2 separate regions of the Drosophila melanogaster genome follow, and region 2 is linked to region 1. A link is a contact called in public Hi-C data. All regions are on one chromosome and are shown on one strand. The core of a region is the stretch at or near the end of the contact, and the rest is flanking DNA. Distances in the headings are between cores, read along the strand shown.

Evidence for each region. A called contact is a pair of places that touch in the nucleus more often than the background predicts.
Region 2: a contact with region 1 is called in a Hi-C map of the Kc167 cell line, with 2.3 times the contacts expected there. The contact joins the promoter of Hmgcr here to the promoter of CG31457 in region 1.

The regions. Positions count from the first base shown.
Region 1 is chr3R:23,124,792-23,129,877 of dm6, reverse strand. It overlaps CG31457, which reads left to right and starts at 1,897. Exons shown (of 2, transcript NM_170051.2): 1 at 1,897-2,773; 2 at 2,833-3,297. The coding sequence starts at 2,098. The coding sequence ends at 3,170. It overlaps hh (hedgehog), which reads left to right. Exons shown (of 3, transcript NM_001038976.1): 3 at 467-1,709. The coding sequence ends at 1,140. It overlaps CG31365, which reads left to right and starts at 3,456. Exons shown (of 3, transcript NM_170050.2): 1 at 3,456-4,616; 2 at 4,683-4,816; 3 at 4,877-5,086. The coding sequence starts at 3,536.
Region 2 is chr3R:23,729,331-23,734,782 of dm6, reverse strand. It overlaps Hmgcr (HMG Coenzyme A reductase), which reads right to left and starts at 1,459. Exons shown (of 6, transcript NM_170089.2): 1 at 946-1,459. It overlaps Rpn9 (Regulatory particle non-ATPase 9), which reads left to right and starts at 1,321. Exons shown (of 5, transcript NM_170088.2): 1 at 1,321-1,531; 2 at 1,873-1,987; 3 at 2,043-2,156; 4 at 2,210-2,740; 5 at 2,802-3,408. The coding sequence starts at 1,878. The coding sequence ends at 3,195. CG10365 reads right to left here. Exons shown (of 5, transcript NM_206547.2): 3 at 4,811-4,846; 4 at 4,056-4,134; 5 at 3,284-3,989. The coding sequence ends at 3,553. It also overlaps RNaseMRP:RNA.

The DNA.
Region 1 (5,086 bases), core at 648-3,147:
GTCGACCGCTTGTTATTGATATGCCTGGCAGATCGCAGATTGCTGATCTCCGATCTCGGATCTCTGTTCAACGATCGCATTAGGTTCCTGGCTTGTTGGCGAGCCGCAAAAGGCAGTCCTTTCAGTCCTTTCGAGTCCATTGTTTCACATTGGGCTGCAACGGGCCAGCCCCGGATCTGTGAAAACCTTTTTGACTTGTTGGGCTTGGCAATTGGATGCTTAACGCCAAATTAGATTAGCAAACTAATGCCATTACCTGGGCGGCTCTCAGTAACCAAACAAGCAATCTGCAGATCAGATTTTAGATTGTGTAAAATACATGAACACCCATGCAAGCCTTTAAAGTAATCGTGTAACTACTCTGGATACGAATATTTATTATAACTTTCTATGAATATTTAAATAGCACCTTATATTTATTTAAAATCCAATTTTCTAACCAAATTCTTTCCTCTCCTACTTGCAGATTCGTCGATCAGTTCCCACGTGCACGGCTGCTTCACGCCGGAGAGCACAGCGCTGCTGGAGAGTGGAGTCCGGAAGCCGCTCGGCGAGCTCTCTATCGGAGATCGTGTTTTGAGCATGACCGCCAACGGACAGGCCGTCTACAGCGAAGTGATCCTCTTCATGGACCGCAACCTCGAGCAGATGCAAAACTTTGTGCAGCTGCACACGGACGGTGGAGCAGTGCTCACGGTGACGCCGGCTCACCTGGTTAGCGTTTGGCAGCCGGAGAGCCAGAAGCTCACGTTTGTGTTTGCGGATCGCATCGAGGAGAAGAACCAGGTGCTCGTACGGGATGTGGAGACGGGCGAGCTGAGGCCCCAGCGAGTCGTCAAGGTGGGCAGTGTGCGCAGTAAGGGCGTGGTCGCGCCGCTGACCCGCGAGGGCACCATTGTGGTCAACTCGGTGGCCGCCAGTTGCTATGCGGTGATCAACAGCCAGTCGCTGGCCCACTGGGGACTGGCTCCCATGCGCCTGCTGTCCACGCTGGAGGCGTGGCTGCCCGCCAAGGAGCAGTTGCACAGTTCGCCGAAGGTGGTGAGCTCGGCGCAGCAGCAGAATGGCATCCATTGGTATGCCAATGCGCTCTACAAGGTCAAGGACTACGTTCTGCCGCAGAGCTGGCGCCACGATTGAGATGGAATCCTGGAAGAGCGATCCTGATCCCAACGATCCTGTATTGTATTATATCCTGTAGTTATGTATATGCCTAATGATTGATGTATTTCAATGTTGAATATCGTTAATAATCGATCGATACTATTTATTTACCACCACAAATCAAAAACCCACACACAAAACACCCCACCCAAGCGATAAAGCAAAGAGCAAATGAGTATGAAATCAAAACGATGCGAAACGAAATGAAAACACTGTTAAATGTCCTTGACTTATTGTTTTTGCAAACATTTTAGCTGTAAGTAGGCAATCCTCGGCGCAGATCCTAAATCATCCTGAGAAAATCAATCGGCAAACTCCCGGAGAACACAGACGACTGTTACTGTATATTATCATGGAATTGAATTGCATAATTTATTGAGGTGCGGCGGCGAGTTCAAGCCCTTTGATATAATATATATCGTACTTTGTATATAGAAGAAGCATTATAGTGACTGAATATCTTATTGTAATTGTGTATATAATACTTAATAGTTAACTGCGTATTTATACTTAATATTTAATGAAATATAAAGAAATTGTTTGATAAATGAATGTGTGTTATTGCTGCATTTCAGGTTATTCAAATGAGCGCTATAGTATCGTTGTAAAATTTTGACTATTTGAAATTCTCCCGCCAAGCGCCTTGCTGAAATACGGGCACATCAATGGCAGAGCAGCCAGCCTTGAAATACTAAAATGCATTCTCTCAACCGCATGGCCACACTGAAAATATCGATAACAAATCGGCTAGACTTGTTGATGTTTCCTAGTAGGAAATTCCTCCGCTTCCAATTTTAGTTATTTGTCTTCAAATGTTTTTTTGTTTCATATTCTAAACTGGTTGCTTGGAAAGATTGCTAGATTGTCCATCATTCCGAATCGTGCCTAATCAGGTGTCCGGCTGCCACGCTCCGAATTGCCTTGAAATTCAACATGAATGTTTGTCGCCTGTGCTTGTCGAAGGAACCCAATTTCCCCGTTTTCGGTGCAAATGGATCGACTGCTCTGCAGATAATGGTCTGCACATCGCTGGAGATCGAGCCCGGCGACGGTCTGCCACAGCACATATGCACCATGTGTCGGCTGCAACTGGAGGAGATGCACTGCTTCCGACGACGCTGCCTCGCAGCCGATCGCAAATTGAGGCGCCACAAGGCGTTGCAGCGGCAGGGTGTCAAGTCGCAGCTGAGTGAAGTGGAGGAGGAGCGGGGCTCCGGGGAAGGATGCACGCAAACTGGCTGCGCCGAGAACAATGCCCAGTGGCGCCAGCAGGCCGCCCAGCTCATTAGCAGCGAGATCGACGCGTATAAAAAGGAGCTGCTCAGCACTTGCAAGCAAGCTGTGCGGGCGGAAATCGAGCTGGAGCTGCGGGCGGAACTCGAAGAGGTCATCATACCCGAAGCCAAGCAGCAGTTGCGACTGAGCGTTCTGGACGACGTGTTTGTCGAACTGGAACGGTACTTTGTGCGCAAGCGCAATGAGGCGACCTATGAGATGAAGATGAACTTAAGCAGTCCGCTGCCTGACGAACAGACCGCTGGCTTCTACGAAACAGACATGGGCCAGGAGCTAAGGGAGCAGAGCGATAACAGCGTGGTGGAGTTACTGGGTAAGACCAGCCCACTTACTTTGCAATTGCACGACTTATATATTTCTCAAATGTAATAGACGATGAACCAGAAGCCAGCAGACAGCCAGCTGCAACGCCACTAGTTGCTGTGCCCATGGTTGAGATCAACATGAACGACCCGCAGCTGAGTCATCTGCGCAACGACTATAGCAAGGACACCTTTCTGGGTGCCAACACAACTGCCTTAGAGGATGTAAAAACCCCATCGCCGTGTCGAAAGAAAGTGCGCTTTATGAGCCCCAAGCAGACGACCGATAACCTGTGCCGAAAGCACAGTTCCTTCAAGACAAAATGCAGCAGTTCGTACGCCGATTTCAAAAGTTGTGTGCGCTGTCGTCTAAGAGGAGCGGATAAGCTAAATAACACCGTGACGTAGCCACGTAACAACGAATTTAGTTTAATCCTCTATATTATAAGAATAGTACCTTTTTTTGTGCACGCATATTTGACTAAGCCATCACCTATTTTAATTGTCATTGTATTCTATTAAACTTTAAATATGCACATTCGGTATGCATTGGATTTGTATGAAAATCAATACCTTTAAACCTTACATTAATAAATTAAGTTATGATACGTTTATGGGCCGTATATATCAAATTGTTTATTTACGAACAGTGTGACTGTATTGCTTTCGTTTCGAGAGGAGGTATTTTTAGCGAACCTGTCTGCGGTCACATTGCTTGCGATGCAGAGACGCCACCGAGTAAATACGTTGATTTACCAAAAATAGACGCCTTCATGGATGCACAGCCGTCGTATCCCGATTTGGCGACCCTGTGCCGCCTTTGCCTCAAGGAGCACCAGGATGCGTACGCGATCTTCGACGAGGACGACACCCAGCTCTCGATACCCGTGCGCCTGATGGCCTGCGTCGCACTGGACGCCAAGGCGACGGATACTCTGCCGAAGAGGATCTGCCAGGAGTGCCGCTATCAGCTGGAGAAGTCATTCCTGTTCCGGCAGCGCTGCCAATGGGCGGAGAAGAAGCTTCGCAAGCATATCCGACTTCTGGGTCTCGGGAAGCGAAGCCGCGTCTTCTCCAAGGATCCGGACGATTATGACGAGGACGAGCTGGAGTTCGAGGACTCTATTGCCTTCATCGAGGTGCAGGACAAAGTGCGCAAGCTTGAGGACGAAAAGTGGCGAGAAGATTTTAAGGAAGAACAGGCGGCGGAAATGCACAAACGGCTGGTCAAATCTCGTCTAGAACTTCGAGCGAAACTGACCACCGAACTGCGCAAGGAACTAGCGGAGGAGGTGCGCAGTGAGGTTCGCAAGGAGCTGGCCGAGGAGGTGCGCAGCCAGGTTAGAGATGACCTGCGAAACGAGGTGAGCGAGGACATAAGAAAAGAGCAGCTGGCCATGCTGTTGGGCGAATTGGAGGTGTATCTTACCGAGAAAAAGGCCGGTCGGTGGGAGTCTTTGGATGGGTCCGAACCAGAGACCAAGCCGCAAGTCAAGGAAGATGCCTCCCCTTCTAGGTCAAAAACTAAAGCTCTTCCAAAGCGACGACCCAGCTTGGTCGACGCCAATCTAAAGGCGACAGAGGCCAGGAAGGATGCAAAAGAAGAGGAATTCATATTGGGCTGCAATACCGACCCCGCAAATAATAGCGATGTAAACATAGATGGCCTCGAACTGGACGAGGAAGTGCCCGCGGAAAGCGGTGAAGACTTCAGGGAAATCAACATGGTTGGATCAGATGTAGTGCACACAGACAATGGAGAGATTTACATCATAAACTCTGCCAGCTCAGAGGATCAAAACCAGGACTCCACTCCCGAATTTGACCAGGACAACGGAATCACCTCCTATAACAGTAAGTGGGTATAATTTGGCAAAAAAAATGTGAAAAAATTTTCATTTCATTAAATTCTTTGCTTAGTCAAAGAAGACGGCGAAATTCAGTTCAGTGGCGAAAAGCCAGAGGAAATCGAAGACGTGGTCGTGTTTAATCTGGGCGAGGAGATATCTCAGGAGCAACAGGTCTTCAGCTTCCATGAAAATGTCATTATAGTGGTAACTAACCGTGTGATTTTAAATTGAACTCGAATTCAACTTGGATCTTATTATCTGTAGGAAAAAGAACAGAACGATAGAGATGAGCAGACGCCCCTCAAACGAAAGAGATCGAGTGAGTTGGTGTTCAAGCAGGAGTCCAGTTGTCCTCAACCAAAAACCGGTCGAATTACGGACACGGTGAAGTCGTTCCAGTGCCATTTGTGCCCGGTGGCATTTCCTACGCAGAAACTTCTGACGCGCCACCACAACACCCACATTAAGGGACTG
Region 2 (5,452 bases), core at 210-2,709, 610 kb before region 1:
TTAATAGCCAGATGCTGTTGCTGTCTGTCGTCTGGGACGGAGATGAAGATGAAGTCGTCATCCGACGGCGTTTTTTTTTTCGGAATTTGTTTTGGATTTTTGAAATTGCCGCTCTTCACATAACCGTAATACGCCTTCAGCCGGTTTTCATATATACCATACATATCCATATATATATATATTATAGTTGTGCATCGTTTCTGTCGCTGCCAGATGTCGCCCATTTCGATTTTGGTAAATTGGTAAAGTGGGGAACAGGCCAAGGAAATCAACTGCTACATCGAGAAAGTAGTAGTACTTTCTTTCTACCAAAAACGCACAGTGGCGTCAGGAAATGAAAAGAAATGTTGACAGCGCAGCAGGATGTTACAGTAAACTCTGGCCGATTTGGTTCAAGTGTTTTTTTTACTGCGAAGGACGCACAAAATAGGCGACATCTGTGCAATATTACTCAAAAAGAAGGCATTTACATACTGTAAAATGCAGTACAATTCGGTTGATATATTTCGTTTATGTACAAATCCATACAAATGTTGAATCTTCCAATTCAATAGCTTTTTGAGTTCCAAATTCTCTATCAGCTCGAAAGTAATTTAATTATCGTTTCTTTACCCAACGCTCCTGTGCTCAAGTGGCTTTTGCTTTTCAAAGAGAAAGTTGTCCAACACCCATTGCAAGCCAAGAACTTTTAATAGACGGCGGCGACGTGGTGCCCACTGAGTGATAAGATTGGGGAGCCCCAATTGCATAACTGTCTACTAACCAAATAGTGGGATACAATGTACAACCAATTATGCAGTTCTCAATGGAACGCGATCGTATCCAATGGGAACCGCTGGCCCAATCAGTAGGGCCATGCTGCTTGGAATTTCGAAGCCAAAAGGGGGAACCTCGTCGGGCAGAGTAGTGACCCCCAAAAAGTCGAAAATAGAACCCAGAACTAACCTTGCTTTTCGACGAGGAATCGATCGTTTGCTTGGAGATCGGTGACAAATAGTTGACACGCGCCTTAATCCACAAAAGAAATGCTAATGAGGATCTCTTTTGGCGGAGTGCGGTTTCCAGTTGGAGCGGTCGTTGTGGTCGCTAACTAGTTCTTCTCAGTTTGTCAACTTTCTGCGAACAAATCCACATAGTTTCTTGCACGACGCGTTGTTTGGCTTACATTTATATAACCACTAATTGCGGCACTTTCGTTCGCGAAATTCGATTGCTACTTTATTTGGCTAACAAATAGTTAAATGTGCAAAACACACGACAGCTTTACTTTTTTTTAGTTAGTTCAGGGCGCACACTCGAGTTGTTGTATTTGGTTTTGTTGGCAGTGCTGCTGTGGCCCGGTTAAATATCGATATTCTCGCGGATCGGGCTAACTGGCTAATTGGCTGCGCGGCGACTCTCTGCCAAGTGGAATCCTGGAGTGCGGAAATATAAACTGTTTCGCTGCGAGCTCCAAAACGAATTGAAACGTTGTTTCTTCCGCGTACACAACTTCACGCAGAAACAGCTGTTCGGTTAGTGTGACCAGACGGTGAGTACAACGTAAGCCCAAGCCCCGCAGCTGTTGTTATCGAATGAGTCATCGAGTAGTTTCTAGGCACTGAAATAATATCATAAATAATGCTTTCCATGTGATATAAAAATAAAAAATACAGCCATTTGTTATTATGTAAGCCTTTTTTAGTTCATAAATAAATTTTACATAAAAATTCGCCCAAAAATACAAAATACCAAAATAAGCTAAAAAAAAACAAACGGCCACACAAGCGATCTGTCAATGTGACAGCTGCGTCGGCGATTGTGATTTGCAATTTTTGTAGTTTGGGAATACATTAAACATTACATTTGAAATTAATTCAACACAAAGCGCAGTTGCGATGTCCAATCCTCAGCCTAATGTCACCGCCTATCTGGCGACCCAGAAGAAGACCACCAACAAAGAACTCGCCGCCGAATGGACGCTCATCGAGGAGCTCTACAATGAAAAGTTAGATCTGGGCTTTAAATTTCAATTTTCCTCTTGTAATACAATTATTTTACAGACTCTGGAATGAGCTGACCATCAAACTGGTGACCTTTGTGCGCCACGAATCCTTGCAGGACGAAACTGCGCTGCTGCAGCTCTACCAGAATTTCCTGTCCACCTTCGAGACCAAGTGAGTCGGCTTCTGCAAATGACTCGGCAGAATCTAATGTATTGTATTTGCAGAATAAACCCCTATGGCCTCATCCAGATTCTCGAGGTGGTGGTTGACAACATCGGTGACAAGAAGGAGGCCATCGAGTTCTTGGAGAAGATGAAGGACAAGGTGAAGATCTGCGACGAGGCCGTTTGGTATCTGCAGGTGATGCAGGGTAATCTGTACCTCAGCAACCTGAACGATCTGAATGCCACCAAGAAGATCATCGAGGAACTGCGTGATGTCCTAGAGGAAGCGGGTAATGTGACGCCCGTTCACGGCAAATACTACATGCTGGCATCCCAGTATTATCGGCGAGTGGGCAAGCACAGCGATTACTACCGATGTGGCCTACAGTTTCTGGGCTGCTCCATGGATGAGTACCCCCGTGATCAATGGGCCCAGCAGGCATTCTTCTTGGGTCTGGCTGCTCTCTTGGGCGATGGTGTCTACAACATAGGCGAATTGCTGGCTCATCCCATTCTTGAGTCGCTTAAGGGCACGGAAAATGAGTGGCTCATGGAACTTCTTAAAGCCTTCAACACGGGCGATATTAACAAGTGTGTAGTAATAGCAATTTAATATCTGCAGTAACTAACACTTTCTATTATTCCTTTGCAGGTTTAATGACATGAAGAAAATCTGGTCCAAGATTCCCGATTTGGCTGCCCAGGAGGTCAAGTTGCGCCAGAAGATCTCCCTCCTTTGCCTCATGGAGATGACCTTCAAGCGCTCAGCCATCGAGCGAGCCATCTCCTTTACCGACATCGCGCAAGAGACCAAACTGCCCGCCAAGGAAGTGGAACTGCTTATCATGAAGGCTCTGGCTTTGGATCTCGTCCGCGGCGAGATTGACCAAGTGGCTGGAGTGGTTAACATGTCGTGGGTGCAACCACGCGTCCTCAACCGCAGCCAGATTGTCGGCATGGCCAGCACTCTGGACACATGGATGGGCGCCATCACGAACATGGAGAAACTGATGGAGAATCGTGCCGCCGAAATCCTCACCAATTAGTTTTAGTTTCGCCTGATCTAGACGATCCCACATATTCACATTTTGCGCGAATGCTTTTGTATTTAATTAAAAACCCAAATACTGTATTCATTTCTTTTCATATGTAATTTAACTCCCTGACAGTTGCGTGTAAAAAGTTTTTTTGTGCTTAATCCTAGCTTATTGGCTAAATCAGATCACTTATGGAGGAGTTGCTGCTTATGATTAGGCCTAGGATTATTTACAATTTAAAGAAATACGTCAAATTTGGCAATAGACTCTGGTTACCTAACAAGCTAAAATGTCGATCAATAATTTGGAATTTGCTGTAGCAAAAAACGCGACCTGCATAGCACTTGGCCGCCAGCACACCAGAAATCAAATGTTCAGGCAACGCAGCTTGGTGTCGGGCACACGGGAGGTGAACTCGAAGGATGGCGGGCGGCGGATGTCCTCGTGCGAGTCGCGGCGTATCCTATCTGGATTGCGGCCCATCACAGATGACAGAGGTATTTGGCGGCGGTACAGTTCCTCTAAAACCAATTGCTCCAGCTCGAACAGATGATCGTCCCTCACGCCGGGAATCTCCTCGTGCATGAACAGGGCCAGGCGCAACAGGTACTCGGCATTGTGTCCGCTGGGACCGCGGCAGGATACGATCTGCTGGGCAATCTCCTCGACCGGGTCATCGCCCAACCAATAGATATTCTCTGGCGTCGCCACATAGACCAGTACCTCGACCGCCTCGCCGCTGAAGGGCGTGTCCTGCGAGGCGACGCGCGGGAAGAACTTGGTATCGATTGTTGCATAGCCACCTGTTGGAGTCATCGTGGGTTAGCTCAAATGATGGTCCCCACTTCTCTTCAATTCGATTTACTTACCCAGTGTGCACTCCCGCTGCTTGAGATAATCCAGTGCCGTGCTGCCTGTTATTCTGTAGGCGCAGCCCCAAGTGATTCCCTGCAATCAAAAATGGGAAATGTATATTTAATAAAATACACAAAAACATGTGGTTCACATAGATCTAAAAATATTTAATGAGTTCGCCCCGCGCGGGTTTTGAACCCGTATCTTTCGGATTGGGGTGTGCTATTCATATCGCGTTCGGCTGGTTATGATTCCCAACTCGTTTTTCCGCTGATGGCGCGTATAAATAGCGCTGATAGCAGCAAATGTGATGCCGGTTTGAGTCTTCCATGCTTGTCTCTCGGGGCCACAAAACGAGTTCCTGGTAACTCAACTGATAATGCCCTGGGCGAAAGTCCCCGGGCCTAGGATAGAAAGTATCAAGGTGTAAAAAGTGTGCACAAAACACCCACCACCCCTGTGGTGGGTGGTGCATTCGCCTATATTCTGCGGAATTTCGCCTGGCGTATGGATGAAGAGGATTTTATCCGAATCCTTACGCGCCAGGTTGTCTGCGGAAATCTGCCAGAGTAATCTTAGATATGGACGAGTTGGTAGGACTCGGCGGGTGGTGTTCACACACTTTCTCGTCTGAGAAACCGCCTACACAGAATGGGGCTTACATTGGGAAACTCGGACGGCGCACTCCCTTTTTTATACAACGATATCATAACATATATATATATAACCCCCACCCCCCTTGGAATCATGATCTTTATACTTTACTCACCTCTTTGTCCTCAACGAGCGTTGCAACACGTCCAGGCTGTAACAAAGAATAAAAGTACACATTAGCACTGGGCTGTATTTTATACACTTTCGTTTGTGGAGATTGTGTATTCATCGCCTGCACAAAGACTTGGGGGCTAGCTAGCGCGCTTTTTGTTTACCTTCTGTATATGTGCATTATTTACGACATTGCACATGTATATAACTGGGGTTATACATACATATTATGGACCTTGACTTATTTCGAAATTGTTGACATTTGTCGCGATCGCAGGGAAAATAGCCGAATAAGGGATTTCAATTCCTTTATTACTATTTATTTTTATATTACATTTTGCCTTCGTTTTTCGTTTTTACTTGGAAATGCTTAGATTACAAGCTTGCAAAAATAGCATGACCTCAATTGAGCACCAAAAATTATAGTATTAGCACCCCACCCCCCTTAAAGAATACAAAAATATTCCAATTTGGATCCCAAACTGGTTCTCCGAAACGAATTGATATCTATTCGAAAGGGGCTTGTCCTGCCTCGATTAGCAACAATCTGTATCTTAATTGGCAGTCGCTCTAGACGCTGGTAAATGCTAATTTCACTTGTTGTTCACCATTAGCCAAACACAACTGATAACGCGCGACGAATAGA